3 separate regions of the Mus musculus genome follow, and regions 2 and 3 are each linked to region 1. Evidence: chromatin contacts called from public ChIA-PET data. All regions are on one chromosome and are shown on one strand. Each heading gives the region's core, a stretch centred on a gene start, on an enhancer-like site or on the middle of the called end of the contact. The rest is flanking DNA. Distances are from core to core; before and after follow the strand shown.

Evidence for each region. ChIA-PET counts read pairs in DNA pulled down with a chosen protein or histone mark.
Region 2: an RNA polymerase II ChIA-PET map of memory CD8 T cells shows a contact between it and region 1, with 18 read pairs. The contact joins two enhancer-like sites.
Region 3: an RNA polymerase II ChIA-PET map of memory CD8 T cells shows a contact between it and region 1, with 57 read pairs. The contact joins two enhancer-like sites. A contact is called at or near these places in 6 of 39 promoter capture datasets (the C10 cell line, the HPC-7 cell line, cranial neural crest and 3 more), 2 of 484 Hi-C or Micro-C datasets (the 3T3-L1 cell line and bone marrow-derived macrophages) and 20 of 115 datasets of contacts at active chromatin or transcription factors (the 230-238 cell line, the SCID.adh cell line, T-cell acute lymphoblastic leukemia and 15 more).

The regions. Positions count from the first base shown.
Region 1 is chr10:59,379,624-59,382,239 of GRCm38.p6, reverse strand. No RefSeq gene overlaps it. Among named protein-coding and RNA genes, the nearest start is that of Pla2g12b, 23 kb to the left of the region's middle. Within about 2 kb of position 1,304, at least 62 of the 459 cell types and tissues checked have an H3K27ac peak or open chromatin away from gene starts, as enhancers often do. A contact at or near this core is called in memory CD8 T cells, where this site is marked.
Region 2 is chr10:59,973,627-59,976,242 of GRCm38.p6, reverse strand. No RefSeq gene overlaps it. Among named protein-coding and RNA genes, the nearest start is that of Ddit4, 23 kb to the right of the region's middle. Within about 2 kb of position 1,327, at least 196 of the 459 cell types and tissues checked have an H3K27ac peak or open chromatin away from gene starts, as enhancers often do. A contact at or near this core is called in memory CD8 T cells, where this site is marked.
Region 3 is chr10:59,900,940-59,903,555 of GRCm38.p6, reverse strand. No RefSeq gene overlaps it. Among named protein-coding and RNA genes, the nearest start is that of Gm46226, 4.5 kb to the right of the region's middle. Within about 2 kb of position 1,330, at least 54 of the 459 cell types and tissues checked have an H3K27ac peak or open chromatin away from gene starts, as enhancers often do. A contact at or near this core is called in memory CD8 T cells, where this site is marked.

The sequences.
Region 1 (2,616 bases), core at 55-2,554:
TTCTGGTTCTGAAATGAAGTATCCCTCCTGCGCCAGTCCGGAGTTTTTTCTCGTCCCGGAATTCGGCACCAATTGTTATTAGACGCGTTCTCACGACCGGCCAGGAAGAACACAACAACCAGAATCTTCTACGGCAAAGCTTTATTGCTTATATCTTTATCGGGCCAGAGTGTAAGAAGCAAGAGAGGGAAGCAAGAGAGCGCAAGAAGCAAGAGAGAGAAAACGAAAACCCCTTCCCTCTTTTAAAGAGAACAACCATTGCCTAGGGCGCATCACTCCCTGATTGGCTGCAGCCCATGGCCGAGCTGACGTTCACGGGAAAAACAGAGTACAAGTGGTCGTAAATACCCTTGGCTCATGCGCAGATTATTTGTTTACCAACTTAGAACACAGGATGTCAGCGCCATCTTGTGACGGCGAATGTGGGGGCGGCTTCCCACAAGCAGGCACTTTAACAATGCCTTTATCTCTCCAACCTCACAACTCTAAATTTTTTTAAGCTTATAATAGAAATGAGACCGCCTGTCTTAGTCAGGGTTTCTATTCCTGCACAAAACATCATGACCAAGAAGCAAGTTGGGGAGGAAAGGGTTTATTCAGCTTACACTTCCACATTGCTGTTCATCACCAAAGGAAGTCAGGACTGGAACTCAAGCAGGTCAGGAAGCAGGAGCTGATGCAGAGGCCATGGAGGGATGTTACTTACTGGCTTGCTTCCCCTGGCTTGCTCAACTTGCTTTCTTATAGAACCCAGGACTACCAGCCCAGGGATGGCACCACCCACAATGGGCCCTACCCCTTTGATCACTAATTGAGAAAATGCTTTACAGTTGGATCTCATGGAGGCACTTCCCAAGTGAAACTCCTTTCTCTGTTATAACTCCAGCCTGTGTCAAGTTGACACACAAAACCAGCCAGTACATTGCCTAGTATTTTAAAAAGATTGTACGCTCCCCCAACACACACCTTGTTATCTTCATGTAGCATGTTCAAGACCATGCTGATTTGTCTGTCAGCTTCATGTAAACTGGATTTCTGCAGGGTAAGATGAGTCTGTAACCCCAGGCTCAAAGTCCCAACCCTACAACATTTTTCCAGAGCCAAGTGTGCTACACACAAGTACATGTGTTATATTTGTGTATTCAGGACACTGGACTATAGAGCCCCGATTATAGCTCAGTGAGCCTGCTGGGAGACCATGGAAATGGAAGACAAGGCAAAATGGCCATGGAAACCTAGAGGGCTCACTGTAGGTCAAACCTTGACAGAGCGATGGCATACACAGGTCCTAGCAGGAAGTCATGAAAGGTGGAGGAAGTGCAGTGTACTCTACAGGGGTCGGTGTCTATGGGTGTATTCCTCGGGACTGGGTAAGGTAGATATTGCCGCCAATGTGAGTGGGAAAGCACAGTGAGGCATCCAAACATGCTGAGTAACTTGAGGTCAGATTCTGAGTTGTGAACACCACCCAGTAGAGCAGTGCCTCCGTTCCCAGGCCTGTTCCTTACACTGCAGGGTGTTGGCTCCTGGTCTGCTGGTGCTGAGCATTTGGAAGTAGCCTGGCTATCAGTTACCCTGGAGCAGCCTCTGACAAAGGCACAGGGGAGATAGTGTGCAGATCTTGCCCTGGGCAAGAGATCCGAGTGTAACCAAGGCTCCTGCCAAGTCCTGTAGTGTAGCTGTAGCTCACTGTTGTTGTTTGGGTTTCTCCCTGCCCCCATCCCTCTCAGAACCTACTGGCACACCCACATCCTCATCCCCACCCTGCTGCTGAGAAACTGAAACTGAGAACCCCACCTCACCTTTTAAAGTTTCTCCTTTTTTCTTTCAGACCATCCCTGTATTCAGTGAATCCTGGGAACCAAGCTCAGTATCCATTGCCTGGTCTCTAATAAGGCTCTCCCTCTCCCTGCAGAGTAGGGGAGCCTCCAGGACAGACTCAGTGGAGGCCCTGCAGGACATCCGTGTCTTTGGATAGACTGTCAGTCTACAAGGCAGAGCATCTGAAGGAAAGCTAGGCCCTGGCCCATGTTTGCCGAGGGCTTAAGTGAGGAAACTGAGAAGAGCCACTTCCTGGCTCTAGTTAAAAAGCCTGAGATAGTGCACACAACCCTTGGCAGGCAGTGGGCAGTGATAGTGGTGAAAAAGAGTATCTGGTATTTGTATTTAAAGTTAATTATCAAGAGCTCCACCCCCATCCCGGAAGGGTAAACCCTGTGGTGACTCTCCTCAAATTATCAGTCACCCCACTGGAGGGGGTTGCTTTGTTAACCCTTGGAGAACTGACCTTTCACATCTCTCCAGCTACAGGGCCCTGCCACCAGAGCATCCCTGTGTCCCTGTCTGACTGCCTCTACTCTGAAATTTGCACATTCACATATGCAGGCAAACGCCCTCCCTATTGGGTACGCTTCCATCCTTCCCGAGTCCGGGTCCGTAGTGGGTTTCTTCACTTTTCCCCATTTTCTTCTCCTCTTTTACCACACTAACTTCCCACCTTGCCCTGACGGCCCCTTTACTTTTTGGCTCCCATTGCCTGTCGACATTCTGAACCTCGTCCATTTCTTAGCAGCCAGCGAGCATCTCAGCCTCTCAGCATCCTCAACCCTGCTCAGC
Region 2 (2,616 bases), core at 78-2,577, 590 kb before region 1:
AGAAGCCAGAAAGGAGCTGGGCGTGGTGGCACATGCCTTTAATCCCAGCACTCCGGAGGCAGAGGCAGGCAGATTTCTGTGTTCGAGGCCAGCCTGGTCTACAGAGTGAGTTCCAGGACAGCCAGGGCTACACAGAGAAACCCTGTCTTGAAAAACAACAACAACAACAACAACAAAAAGAAGCCAGAAATGGGGTGAGGGGGGACTAGAGAGATGGCTCAGCACGGAAGGGCAGGTACGGTTCTTGCAGAGCAATGGGTTGTTTTGGTTCCCAGCACTCACAGGGTGGCTCACAACCATTTGTAGCTCCAGTTTTAGTGGATCCAATATCCTCTTCTGACTTCCACTAGCACCGTATACAAACAGACACTTGGATAAACACTCATCACTCATACACATTATATATGTGTGTGTGTGTATGTGTTATATACATATATATATATATATGTATATTATATATAGTATAATATATATATAAAATATACACACACATAGGTTTTGTTGTGGTTTTTTGTTTTTTGTTTTTTTCCAGACAGGGTTTCTCTGTGTAGCCCTAGCTGTCATGGAACTCACTCTGTAGACCAGGCTGGCCTCAAACTCAGAGATCTGCCTACCTCTGCCTCTTGAGTACTGGGATTAAAGCCACCCCCATCTGGCTTAAAATGTATGTTTAACAGAAGCCAAAAATGGGACTTGGATGATATGGCTTAGCTTGTAGAGTGTTTGACTGGCATGCACAAGACCCTGGGCTCAGCCCCAAGCATGTACTAATAACTGCAGCACTCAGGATGGAAAGATGGAAAGGTAGGAAGGTCAAGTTTTCAAGGTCACCTTCAGCTATGTAACAAGTTCAAGGCCAGCCTCACAAAATGAAGAAGTAACAAGTGCAACCTGTCACAGCTCTGTTCCTGTCCTGTGGCGTACACACACACACACACACACACACACACACACACACACGCATGCACACGCACACACACGCGCACACACACCGGCACAGTTAGCAAGCACTTCTTTGGAGCTTGCTGGGCTCTCTTGTGTTCATCCTTGGGTCCAGAAGGCCAGTGCGTAGCCATATGTTTGAAGAAGTCACTAAGAAAACACCAGAATAAGTGGCAGAGGTTTCAGAGCTGTGCTTCTGTGACCCAACAAACTCACATAGCCAGCTGTTATGGCTCATGGCTGTCAGAACAGTGCTGGGGGAGACAGCGACACATCATTATCACCATGGGTTATAGCAGCTCGTCCAGGCCCCTAGAGACACTGCCTCAAAGAAGTGAACAGACACAGAGGCAAACAGTAAGACTGAACATAGCATCTGGGGGGTGAGGGACACCAGACCACAAACCAAGATAGCAGGCTGCAGGAAAGGAAGTTCACCTTGTCCTTCCCTGTCCCAGGCCTGCTGGTTTTGCAGACATTTGCTGTTCTTTTGGTGTTTTGTTTTTTCTTAATTCAGTAAAAATAGCACTATGGGACAACATATCATAGCATTTGTGGAAATAAAAACTAGGAACCACATCACAGGGTGTTCTGATGCAAACGTGGCCCCAGCTCCCCAGGGTGACCTATGCTGCAAAGGTGGCTGTCCTCACTGGTCTCAGGTGGGGCCTGGCCTTGGGGAGGAAGGGAGGAGGAGGCACAGAGCCATCAGCTGTTTCCCCTCACCAAAGCTAGAAGCGCGGCTTTGTCTGAGCCTGCCTCCTGCACTATAAAAAGTTTCCGCCACAAAGGTCCATTCAGGAAACCAAGGTTAGAGACCCTGGGCTTCCTGACTTGATTGCTCTCCTGGGGCCTGGGACCAGCTCAGAAGGGTGGGGTGTGTGGGCTTTGCAGGTTACAGGATGTGAAAGTGAGGACCGAGGTTAAGGGAGAGAATAAAAGGCCAAGAGTAGAACACACCCAGCAGAGGCCATGTGCGGTTCTCTTCTTCAGGGTTTCCTGTGGGTGAGCTGAGAACATTGTGTTCTGGCTCTGAACTTACCCTGCGGGGGCTGCTCCCCTCTCAGCCTCTGGGTCCTAGTGCCTGACCTCACAGGCCTTGGCTTCCCTACAGTGTTGTCTCTCCTACCTCTGGCTGCTATAGTGTGGTCCCCAGCCACCTCCATAGATTCTCCCAGGGTTCTTGGTGTCGCACATAACAAAACATCCTTGAAGTTCAGGAAATAACTAGCCAGCATCTCTATGTTTTCCTGTCTTCTGGATGCTGGGAGCTAATGTTAAACCATCATGGTAATGAACCTTTGACCGCCAAGTTCTCCAGAGATACTTGGGAATACAAGCCTTCTGAGTGGGGTGGTGTTTGTTTATTTGTGTATTTGATTTTTCTGCCACGGCAGTGCTTACAGATAGAATGCAAGGCCTTACCCGGCCTGCCAGTAGGTGCTTTCTTTCTCTCTCTCTTTTTTTTATTGCATCTAGTTAGTGTGTGTTTATGTGCACACCATTGGTGTGCATGGAGAGGACAGAGGACCACTGTGGGAGTCTCTTTTCTCTTTCCCACCATGGATTCCAGGGCTCCAGGGATGACTGTAGTCATCAGGTGTCCTCTGACAGTCTCCTTACTCCCGAGATGGAGTCTCTCTGTGTTGTGGGTGTGTCCCACTCCCCAATTCT
Region 3 (2,616 bases), core at 81-2,580, 520 kb before region 1:
ACAGAATGAGAAGCTGTAAGAAGTCAGGGGGGTCCCCTCCCCTCCCCTATTTCTTCCACCATAATCCCTGCTCACTCGCTGTCCCAACCTTTCCCATGTCCCTCCCAGCCGCCTTCCTAGCTGGAAACAGAGCTAAGTCAACAACAGTTCCTCGAATTGTGTTTCAGCTCAGGCTGCGGCAGCCCAGGCAGCCAGGCTCTGGAGCTATTAATATTGGCAGATGTAGCTCATGCTATTTGATCCCGTGGGCTGTGATCCCACCAGGTTCAGCAATGAGCTAGCGAAGGCAGAGCTCAGGGTCCTGAAGACTCGTGACCCTTGGGGTTTTGGGGTCCTGCACTGAGTCATGCTAGTGTCCAGGAACTTGAACACCTGCAAACTTGGTGGCTGACAGAGGTTGGCAGGCTAGATGATAAATGGGGAGGCCTGTGGGAGAATGATGGCAGTCATTATGATGAATTTTACAAACACTACCAGCGGCGAGTGAGTGTTTTCTGTTCCTGCTGGGACTGGACCTTGGTATCCATGTGGTCTTTTACACATTGCTTCAGATCCCACCCCCACCCCCCAGCCTCCCTCGCAGAGACAGGTCCGCAGCCTTCCGGGAGGGCCCCGTGCCTTGGAGGCTGACCCTCTTACAGAACACATCTGCTACCTGGGTGGCTCTTGCAGTGCTGGTGGTAGCTCTCCGTTGTGGCTAAGGACAGTTTGGGGTCTAGGATGTCAATGTTAGAACACAGGGCCATGGCTGGTCGCCAGTAGGTGGCAATGATGCCAGAGGTAACCTGGAGGCTACTGGCCAGGATAGCACTGGGGAAGCCGAGAACAGAACTGTTTCTGATTCCAGACATGGGTGGTGCCGCCTGGCACAGGCTGAGGGCAGGAGACAGTGGCTGCTCCCTGGCCATTCTCAAACTGACTCCTGGTTCTGAGTTCTCTTAGGGAGAGGAACTGGGGACATTTTCAGTAGGATTCTGCTTCCCTCAGGAGGTGGGGCAATGGAGAAAGACCCTCCTTGCTAGTCGTGAGGCCTACTATCTGGTGGGTCTTTTGCCTTAGACACACCCTGGTCTGAATTTGTGGCTGCAAAGTGGCCCACAGGTGCTCTGCAAAGGAGATGGTAAGTCAGACAGCTGTCTCTGCCCAGGGGTCCCTTCTGTCCTCCCCCACTGTGGAGTCACACAGCTGGTGTGTGTGATGTGTGTGTGTGTGTGGAACAGAAAGGGTGACACACAGCGCAAGCACCCGCCAAGCCAAAGGAGGCAGACACTGCTAGGCCACTGTGCAGACACGGCTGAAGGTTGGGGCCCAGGCACTGAAGGCTGGAGAGGAGAGAATCTGTGCATGTCTCAGCATCCGGGTGGGCGTTCAACACTGCAGGTGGAGGAAGGGCAGCCCCAAGCTGCAAACAGCAGGAGGTGGGCCAGAGGCAGAGAAGGCTTCGAGGCTTCAGTGTGCATGCCAGGGCATGCTGTCTGCGTGGAGCCAGGACAGCATCACTAGGAGTGACATGGTCAGGGCAATTTGGGTGATGTCACTATGGAGGAAGAAGGCCTGGCTGACACACTCAGCATCCCATAGGTTTAAGTTGCTGTCTCTTGTGCTTCCTCATCCAAAAGAAAGGTGCACAATAAGATAGGATACTGGAACAGCCAACCCGAGTCCCCTAAAGTCCCAAGCTTGATCCTTGCCCTTTTTGGGGTCAACCACACTGAGGCATCTCTCCCAAGGAAAGCCTACCCAGTGTCTGAGCTAAGACAGCCAATCCAGACCTTCCTAGGGACTTCATTTAGATCAACTCAGAAGGGCTGGGTGGGCAAGGTGTGGCACCAGACCTTGGTGGGGTTGCCTGGCTGAGTAAACCTACACAGCTGCCTGCTGCCTCTGACTGGCCTGTATGCTGGGCCTTATTTCCTGCCCAACTGGCTAAGGAGGTGACAGTAGGCCTGAGCCCTGGCTTTGGGGAACATATTATGACTGGAGTTTGGGTAAATGATATCCCAGTCTCCCCACGTTCCATATAGCTTCTCTTTTGCCTTACAGAACCACTCCTAGACCCTGGCCAGGAAAGGCACCAAGGGTGGCTGAGATGTTTCTGGGATGACATAGGGGACAGGCAGGAGGAGGTATGCGCAGGTTTGTTTGTTTGTTTTTTTTTTTTTGTATTAGTGACGTTTCTCTCTGCCCAAGACTATTGCGAATGACTGGTGTGATAATTACAGGCAGCCATCTGGCCTACATGCTGCCCCGTGCTTTCCTGCCCCTCTTCATCTTCAGGCCTCTGTCACACTGCTCCCTCTGGCTGGAATCTCCGCACCAAGAGAGTGCCAACCAGACACACTCCCCCCTCCCCCACTTCCTCAAGAGCACCGGCTCCTCTGTCATCTCTGTGGTTACAGGGTCTAGAATAGGACTTGACATCAGTGTCAGGTAATCTTTGTTGACAGGACAAATGGCGCTTGGATGGAGCTTGCTGTGACCAGACACTGTGTGAAGCACTTCTTGGGAGCTGACTCCTATCCAACATGACCATCCAATAAGCCCAGTGTCTGTGCCCCACTCATTGTGTACATGAGGCTGAGTGACATGCCTGAGGTTACCCAGCCACTGCATATG